Regions from separate parts of the Sus scrofa genome. Here all the other regions are linked to region 2. Evidence: chromatin contacts called from public Hi-C data. All regions are on one chromosome and are shown on one strand. Each heading gives the region's core, a stretch centred on a gene start, on an enhancer-like site or on the middle of the called end of the contact. The rest is flanking DNA. Distances are from core to core; before and after follow the strand shown.

Region 1 (2,700 bases), core at 69-2,568, 180 kb before region 2:
AAGTTGTTGTTAGTATTCCCAGGTAAGAAGAATCAGAAATACTTTAAATTTATGACCAAGATGTAGGGTTCCACTGCATAGGCAATAACATGGTCATGAATATAGGACTCTGTAAAAACTTGGTTTTAATACTGAAGTATTTTGCCAGTGGAGGTAAAGATTTTCCTGGCAGGCAATCTGATGGCGCATCTGGCAGAACTACTGACAAGCTGAATCAAATACTTCTTGCACAACCTGGGGAAAGGACATAAGGACACAGTAACTCCCTCAGCTGGAGGAGACCAGAGACCGGCTTACACTTAGTAAAGAGGAGCTAGCTTTTTTTTTTTTTTTCCCAGCTCCAAAGGAGATAGGGTAAACGCACCCAGAGAAGCAGATGAAATGTGAAAAAAAATCTATGCTCAATTACAACCTAGGACATCCAAGTTTGTTGGCTAAAAGCGACCTACTGATTTCTACGGAAAATGCCATTATAAAATTGAGAAGATTTAAAAAATGTCCAGTACTAGAGTGACAGCCGATCTAGGTCCACAAATCCAAGCTGAGGGCTGATGACCCTGTCAGTGTCAGTCTTTTTAACTGTGTCCCTTTTAACCCAGCAAAGGCTGTTACAGGTACCCTTTCCTTACTTCCATCCCCTATTCTGAGTCATTTACTACCAGCCTGACCTCTTTTCCCTATCTCCACCTCCCTCTAGGGGCCGACCTCCTCACCTTCTTTCCTCTCCCACCGATCCACAGAGAAGCGGGCACCCCCATCCACCTGTGCCAACGCCTGGCACACCTGGGCCTGGGTCTCCAGTATCAACAGCTCCATCTTGGTTTTCATGTCCTCCGGCCTAGTCCGCAGCTCGCTCAGGTCAGTCACAGGCGGGGCCATGAAGCAGCTGCAGCGGCGGGCTAGTTCGTCGTCGTCTTCCTCCGGTTTCCCGGGCAAGGTGCTCGGCGTCCCCGAGCTCTTGCGCACCATCTCCGCACGCTCCACCTGCCCGAAGGCGGCAGCGGCCAGCCCTGCCAGCCCCGCTAGCCCCGCCGCCACCCCGGTCCTCAGCCGGGGGCTGCCTCCCGTCGTGGGGCCGTGCCCCAGCCCGCGGCTCTGCTGGGGGCAAGTGGTGCCAGGCGGCCGGCAGAGGCGTCCCACAGCATAGCGCCGGGACCAAGCGCTTAGCTCTCCGCAGCCGGCACGCGCCGCACGCCAGCAGGGGCCCGCGCTCAGCCCGCCCAAGTGCATAGCCCCGCTCCCGCGCTGTCACCCCGGACAGTGCCCGCCTCCCAGAGAGCGGCCCTTGTGCTCCCTGGGGTCCTAAAGAGCGAGCAGCGCCGGGTGAAGGAACTTTTGCGGGAGAAGAGCTACTACCGGGTCGGCTTGCCAGCGGCAGGCGGGAGGCGGGGGATGCCGGGAGCTGTAGTTCTGTCTCCTATCGCCGCCTGCAGGGGCGCACCCGGGAGATAAAAGAATCCACCGCCGCCAGAAGGGCGGGTCCCACGGGAAGAGAACCGGGTGGCGGTGGTAGGAGAGGGCCGTGGAAGCGCTGGAAGAGATAAAAGAAGCCTTCTTGTCACGTACAACCTCTGGTCTGTGGTTCAGCCAGCCACAGGGAGAAGGCAAAGTAGGGCTGGACGGACTGAGGACTAACCTGGGCAGAAATATGCCCAGAGACTCCTGCCCTGACTTACAACTTTTAAACAGCATTGCAAATTCTGGTTCTTTTTATGTATAGAAGGTCCCGGATCCAGTCCTCTAAATCTTCTAAAATTGGTAGGATTGGTGGGGGCGGAGCCTGGGAAACTCCTAACCTATGGGCTAGTTTTTCAAAGGAGTCAGAAAAGCTAATGAAAATGGTCCTAAGAAAATCCTAGGAAAAGATTTTCTGCGATCAACACCATAGCACATTTCTATCATTAAAATCTTCCCAGGCCTTGCTCCTACAGTGTACAATTGATTGTTCTAGCAATAGGAAAAGCAAAAGTGTTTTTCTAAACCAGCATAAAACTCATGACCTGTTGTATTTGGGTGATCGAGGAATAAGAAACTTTAAAATATTTATCATCCTGCAGTTGTAGGGTGCTGCCAAATATATCTCACGTTTAATACTCCCAATAACTCCTGTAAACTAGGCAGGACACACTCCTCCTTATTCCCCAAAACACATGAGCGCAGGCGCGCGCGCACACGCACGCGCACACACACACACACATGCTTTTAAAGAAATGAGAAACGAAGCTAACATAGATTTCATAGTTGTTGTTGTTTTTTTCCCCTGTAACCGTACCACAGTTCCATGTTGTCTGCATATGAGTGTAAGAACAATTGTCATGGGCTCCTTTGTCCCTTAAATCTCCAGGATGATTTTCATTTCAAGCAGCAGATAATTATTTAAGCCACCAGTGGTAGTTTCTACAAGCTTTTTCTTAGTGGCTAGATGTAATTATGGAACTTCCATGGCTACATGTTTGACCAGTTGTTTAGGGCAGTGTATTTTATCCAATTACAGCAGCATCTGGCAGCTCTCACATGGGAGCAGAGTGTTAGCTGGGTGGGCAAGCCTAACTCTCTAGAGATTCAGTAAATGGTAAAAGCTTAGATTAAGAAGTGATTAAACTGCTTTGGAGGATGCTTTACCTGTGAGACTGAGTTGGCAAAGGAAATATAAAAACTACCATTCTAGAATGTGGCCACTGCAAGGAATGTGGGGACTGA
Region 2 (2,700 bases), core at 167-2,666:
ACAAACTAGCCTTTATGTTCAAGCTTTTTTTTTTTTATTGTGGTAAAATACACCTGATATAAAATCTATCTTAACCATTTATGAGCAAATAGTTCAGTGATATCAACTATATTAATACTGTTGTGCAGGCATCACCAACATCCATCTCATAACTCTCTTCTTCTTGTAGAACTAAAATCCATACCTAGTACTCCTGATTCTCTTTTTTGCCAGCCCCTGGAACTCACCATTCTACTTTCTGTGTTTATAATTTTGAATACTCTGGAGTTCCTGTCCTGGCACAGTGAAAATGAATCTGACTAGGAACGATAAGGTTGGGGGTTCGATCCCTGGCCTTGTTCAGTGGGTTAAAGATCCGGCATTGCTGTGAGCTGTGGTATAGGTCGCAGACATGGCTTGGATCTGGTGTTCCTGTGTTGTGGCCTAGGCAGGCAGTGAGCTCCAATTCGACCCCTAGCCTGGGAACCTCCATATGCTGTGGGTACGGGGTGAAAAAGCAAAAAAAAAAAAAAAAAAATTGAGTATTCTAAGTACCTCGTACTAATGGAATCATATAATATTCTTCTTTTTGTGACTGGCTTATTTATTTCACTTAGCATGTGCTTAAGGTACATCCACACTGTGGTATACTGCAGAATTCCCTTCTTTTTTAAGGCTTGATATTCCATTTTATGTATATCCCACACTTTGCTTATCTATTCAGTAGCTGACGGACACTTAGGTTGCTTCCATTTTTCAACTATTGTGAATAATGTGGCTATGAACATGGGTATAAAAATATCTCTGTTTCAATTCTTTTGGGTCTATACCTAGAAGTGGAATTGCTGGATCATATGGCAATTCTATTTTCAATTTTTTGAGGAGTCACCAAAAAATTCTGTTTCCCACAGAAGCTGTACTATTTTACATTCCCACCAACAGTGCACAAGGGTTAAATTTCCCCACATCCTTGCCGACGCTTGCTGTTTTCTGCTTTTTCCTGTTTTCTTTTGTTTCCTTCTTTCCAGTAACTTTGGGTTTAATTTGTTCTTTTTCTAGTTCCTTAAGTTGTTCAAGTCTGTATTTTGCTTTGATAGAATATCCAGTTCAAAGCAGAACACAATAGAAATCTCTATCAAAAGTGTATACTAGGGCAAATCACTACTACTATAGTATAGCCAGATTCAGTCTGTTACAGCAGTGGTTTTTAATAAATTTAATTACGTTCAAAAATTCTTCCCAAGATCAACTCTGGGATGGTCTGTCCCCACCACAGCTCTTTTCAACCTTAGTCACAGTGGACTGGCTCCTATTAGTCACTCTGGGAGTGAGAAGTGGGAAGGATAAGACCTGGAGAAGGCCCCCAGTGTAACCTGTGGCAACCTGCCACCTACCACAGAGTAGAAATTCATAAGATATAACTCATGGAAGATTTCACTGACTCGTAAACTGCTGGACTCCACGTGGTAAATATCCACAGCAGAGTGACACACACACACTGTGTCACTGGGACCGCAATCCTCTGCTTCTTACCCAGTGTTCACGTTCACCACACAGAAACCTGGTCTCAAGCTAGACACATGCATGAGGCAAACCAGACAAATTCTCCAGAAGAAAAAGAACAGAATATGTGTTATGGGAAATTCTTATGTTTCATTTCATTACTTATCAGCTAGAAGAGAATTTAGAGAAAAGTAAAAACAATCAGAAGAAGAATGCCCTTTTTCTAATAGTACTGGGGAGTTCACGTGGGCCTGCAAAGGACACTCCTCTGTCACTACTGCCACCTGGAGGGCAGGGGCTTCCCTCTGATGGAAAGAGATGCAAAGCCATGCATGAAGTACCTGCTCGGTCCCAATAAGGTAAGTCATATGTGCCTTCAGTTTTTTTCTTCCTGGAAAAATACAAGAAAAAAAAATAGCAAATAGAATGAATTCACTAGCAAGAAAACTCTGAAACTGCAGGATAAACACCAAAGTTAATAATTAGTCAAGAGTACACATTTCTACTTGTTGATCTACCTGGGGGGGTTTCATTTTCATTTGACTTTTAAAGTTGCCACTGCTGAAGTTCATAAATTCTGGACTCTCAATAAATATTAAACAACTATCTCCTGAGATATCTTATTAGCCAACTATTTGCCACAAAAAAATGGATAAAGGAATTTAAAAAAAGACTAAGTGTGCAGATTAAAAGGCTGAACCAAATCAAGGCCCAACCCTGACATGTGGGTTACTATGGGGAAATCATGTTAGATTTTAGTTTCAAATATGAATTTCACAAATTAGTTGATTCACAAAGTTCACAGAAAAAGCCCTACATTTTCTTCTACATTGTTATTAACATGTTGGTTTTTTCTACAGTCCTTTGCCCCAGAGAAGTTTAAAGTATCACATAATACGGTAATTGCATAATCTTGATTCCTCCATCCTGTACAGGGTAAGCCAACGCTCTCACTAATAATGAGAACAGGATTTTCCATGCCTGGCGGCCAAGGGCCACATGCGCAGTAACAAAGGTTCTCCCCACCTCCTCCTCAGAATTCCAACATATCCTCCCCTGGAGAAACCTTTACCCCTTCCTAACATTAATTGCTATCTACCAAAAGCCTTTTACAAAGAAAAAACTAAGCACACAAAAGGACATTTTCTGATGCTGGCATGTAAAACCAATGAAAATAATGCCCTGCGAGCTAAAGATAAAGAAGCTGATCTATTGTTA
Region 3 (2,700 bases), core at 87-2,586, 170 kb after region 2:
AGGAAGTTTTAAGCTAAGGGTGCATGCATATTCATGAAGAGGCTTGAGCAAAGGAGAATTCAGCACGGAATTGGGACAAATGTCTTTGACAGAGCCCAAGCTTCAGCTGATTGAAATCAGATGGTTAACATCAGTATTCCATCCTCCACCTTGGTGTGGGCTTAAGCTCCTACAGAACTCAAAAGACCTGTATCAGGTTGTGGTGTATATTCCTTGAGGAGGAACTAGGATTCTGTCTTATTGCTGAACTATTGTTTCTTGACTGCTTTTCCTTTGTTCCTGCCTTCCCTTACTTTTCTTAAGAACAATGGTTGCTGAGACCTGTTCAAGGGCAATCATTATGGCCTGGCTTAGATCACAAAATGGCTTAGGCCAAAATAGCTTCTTTTATATCAAGAAAGCCATTCCTGGTTCTCTTTCTCCAAGGACCCCTTAACCTATCTTCTTACAATGAGGATAACAGGCAGATGTTATAACTGGTTCTAGAGAATCTGAAGAAACAGATACCTTTATAAATCAGGAATATGGAAATGAATGTGCAAATGGAGGCAAAAGTTGTTTCCCCACAGGAAGGAAAGGGAAATCAATTGAGTCTTTATTGGACATGACATGATTTGTATATCAATATACAAGAATTATTTTTCATTGTTACCACTTATCTTCAATTTATAGAGTTGCAAAAGAGCACAAGGATAACAGACTAGTATCAGATAATCCTGAGAGTGTTCTCTAGAGCCCAGGCGATGCATAGTTTTCAAGTACAACTTTCTTTCCTACAAGAGAGAATAATTTTATGCTTGATGTTCTTTCCTTTATCAGTTTTCTTAGAAAACAGGCATAAACCTCTGGGTTTCCATATCAGATTCTTATTATCTGTCTCACACAGAATACAATGAAATTGGGTAAGAATTTGCAGAATACACATATGAGATAGTTCATGATTAGAAGTTCTTTTCCCCAATTGTTTTATTTAACTGTGTGAAATATTCAATTTTCTCTTGTTCCTTAGCATTCATTATATCCATATAGCAAATATTTACCAATTACCTATTTATCTGGTGTCAGGTCTAAGAAAACAGAAGTAGATCAATGTCTCTGTTCTTAAGAAACTTAATACAACAGATATGAATTGTATTTCAGACACTCAGAGGTGTAACAAATATCAACATAATTTATTTTTTTTTAATCAAAATACTCTGAATCTGAGACTCAGACACCTGCTTGGCAAATCATTTAATCTCAGTCATTATACAGCTTTCATGATGCTCTGTGAAGGTCCCAATGGTAATAAAAAAAGCAAAATATTTGTGTGGCTTATCTATGGCCTTTGATCCTGAAGGGGAAAGTTGTGCAAAGCTTAGTAATTTAGTAGGCATTCTGGCTAGCTCATCTATGTGGACTCATCCCTGCTTTTGGCTGTTTTTGACTAGGTTATCTTACAGGTTCATAGAGATAGAAGTTAGCTTGTAGAATTTTTGTTGTTGTTGTTGTCTTTTTAGGGCCATACCCATGGCATATGGAGGTTCTCAGACTAGGGCTCGAATCAGAGCCGTAGCCACCAGACTACACCACAGCCACAGCAATGTCAGAACCGAGCCGTGTTTGTGACCTATGCCACAGATCACAGCAATACTGGATACTTAACCCACTAGTTGAGGCCAGGTATCGAACCAGAATCATCATGGATGATAGTTAGATTCTTTTCTGCTGATCCATGACAGGAACTCCCTAGGAGTTCAATAATGAAAATATTTCCTAAGGGCAGCCAAGAAAATGATTCCTGTTCATGGCAAGGCAAGAGAGTTTTGTCAGATAGAGAATATAAATCTCTGGAAGTCAAATTCCCATTTTATATACCTTACTGGTTCTCTTATTACTGAGTTAAATAAAATCCTTGATGTGTTCATTTTGTATTCACATGAGAGTGATGATTTTATTCTCTTTTAAAATGTGTACAGTCTGTTAACCTAAAAAACTATGCAGAAGGCTGTGAATAAGAGATTATTTGGGGTCTTAAAATAAATAAAACAAATACTAACAGACAAAAAGGGAGAAACTGATGGGAATACAATACTAGTAGGAGATTTTAACACCTCACTCACATTAAAGGACAGATTTTCAAGACATAAAATCAACAAGGCAACAGAGATTCTAAATCATATAATAAAACAGTTAGATTTAATTTATATTTTCAGGACATTACACCCTGAAAAAGCAGAATGTGCACATGGAACATCCTCTAGGATTGACTACACAATAGAGCACAAAAGGAGCCTCAACAAATTTAAGAATATAAAAATTATTTCAAGCATCTTTTCACAGTGGCATGAAACTAGAAATCAACATAAAACAGAAAAAGAAATGAGAAAAAAACAATTACATGAGACTGAACAACGAGTTACCAAAAAACCCCAATATTAATGATAAATCAAAGAAGAAGCTAAAAAATATTTTGAGGCAAATGACAATGAAGACACAACCATACAAAATCTGTGGAATGCTGCAAAAGGTGTTCTTAGAGGGAAGTTCATGGTGATGCATGCCTTATTTAGAACATAATATAGGTCAGAGAGAAAATAAAGTAGATATTAAAAAGCCAATAGATTATTAAACAGAAGAAAAAGGAAAAAAAATCAATAAAACCAAGAGGTCATTCTTCAAAAGGGTAAACAAAATTGACAAACCACTTTCCAGACTCAA

What was found. A called contact is a pair of places that touch in the nucleus more often than the background predicts.
Region 1: a contact with region 2 is called in a Hi-C map of embryonic fibroblasts, with 7 times the contacts expected there. The contact joins the promoter of CPOX here to the enhancer-like site in region 2. A contact is called at or near these places in 3 of 5 promoter capture datasets (fetal liver, fetal skeletal muscle and liver), 25 of 47 Hi-C or Micro-C datasets (adipocytes, alveolar macrophages, blood and 15 more) and 2 of 2 datasets of contacts at active chromatin or transcription factors (alveolar macrophages and skeletal muscle).
Region 3: a contact with region 2 is called in a Hi-C map of liver, with 7 times the contacts expected there. The contact joins two enhancer-like sites. A contact is called at or near these places in 3 of 47 Hi-C or Micro-C datasets (liver and undifferentiated spermatogonia) and 1 of 2 datasets of contacts at active chromatin or transcription factors (alveolar macrophages).

Annotation. Positions count from the first base shown.
Region 1 is chr13:160,331,054-160,333,753 of Sscrofa11.1, reverse strand. It overlaps CPOX (coproporphyrinogen oxidase), which reads right to left and starts at 1,318. Exons shown (of 7, transcript NM_001243844.1): 1 at 714-1,318. The coding sequence starts at 1,230.
Region 2 is chr13:160,152,042-160,154,741 of Sscrofa11.1, reverse strand. It overlaps DCBLD2 (discoidin, CUB and LCCL domain-containing protein 2), which reads right to left. Exons shown (of 16, transcript XM_021070662.1): 14 at 1,824-1,873. Among named protein-coding and RNA genes, the nearest start is that of ST3GAL6, 72 kb to the left of the region's middle. Within about 2 kb of position 1,416, at least 20 of the 83 cell types and tissues checked have an H3K27ac peak or open chromatin away from gene starts, as enhancers often do. A contact at or near this core is called in alveolar macrophages, embryonic fibroblasts, fetal liver and 1 more, where this site is marked.
Region 3 is chr13:159,981,712-159,984,411 of Sscrofa11.1, reverse strand. No RefSeq gene overlaps it. Among named protein-coding and RNA genes, the nearest start is that of DCBLD2, 81 kb to the left of the region's middle. Within about 2 kb of position 1,336, at least 1 of the 83 cell types and tissues checked has an H3K27ac peak or open chromatin away from gene starts, as enhancers often do. A contact at or near this core is called in liver, where this site is marked.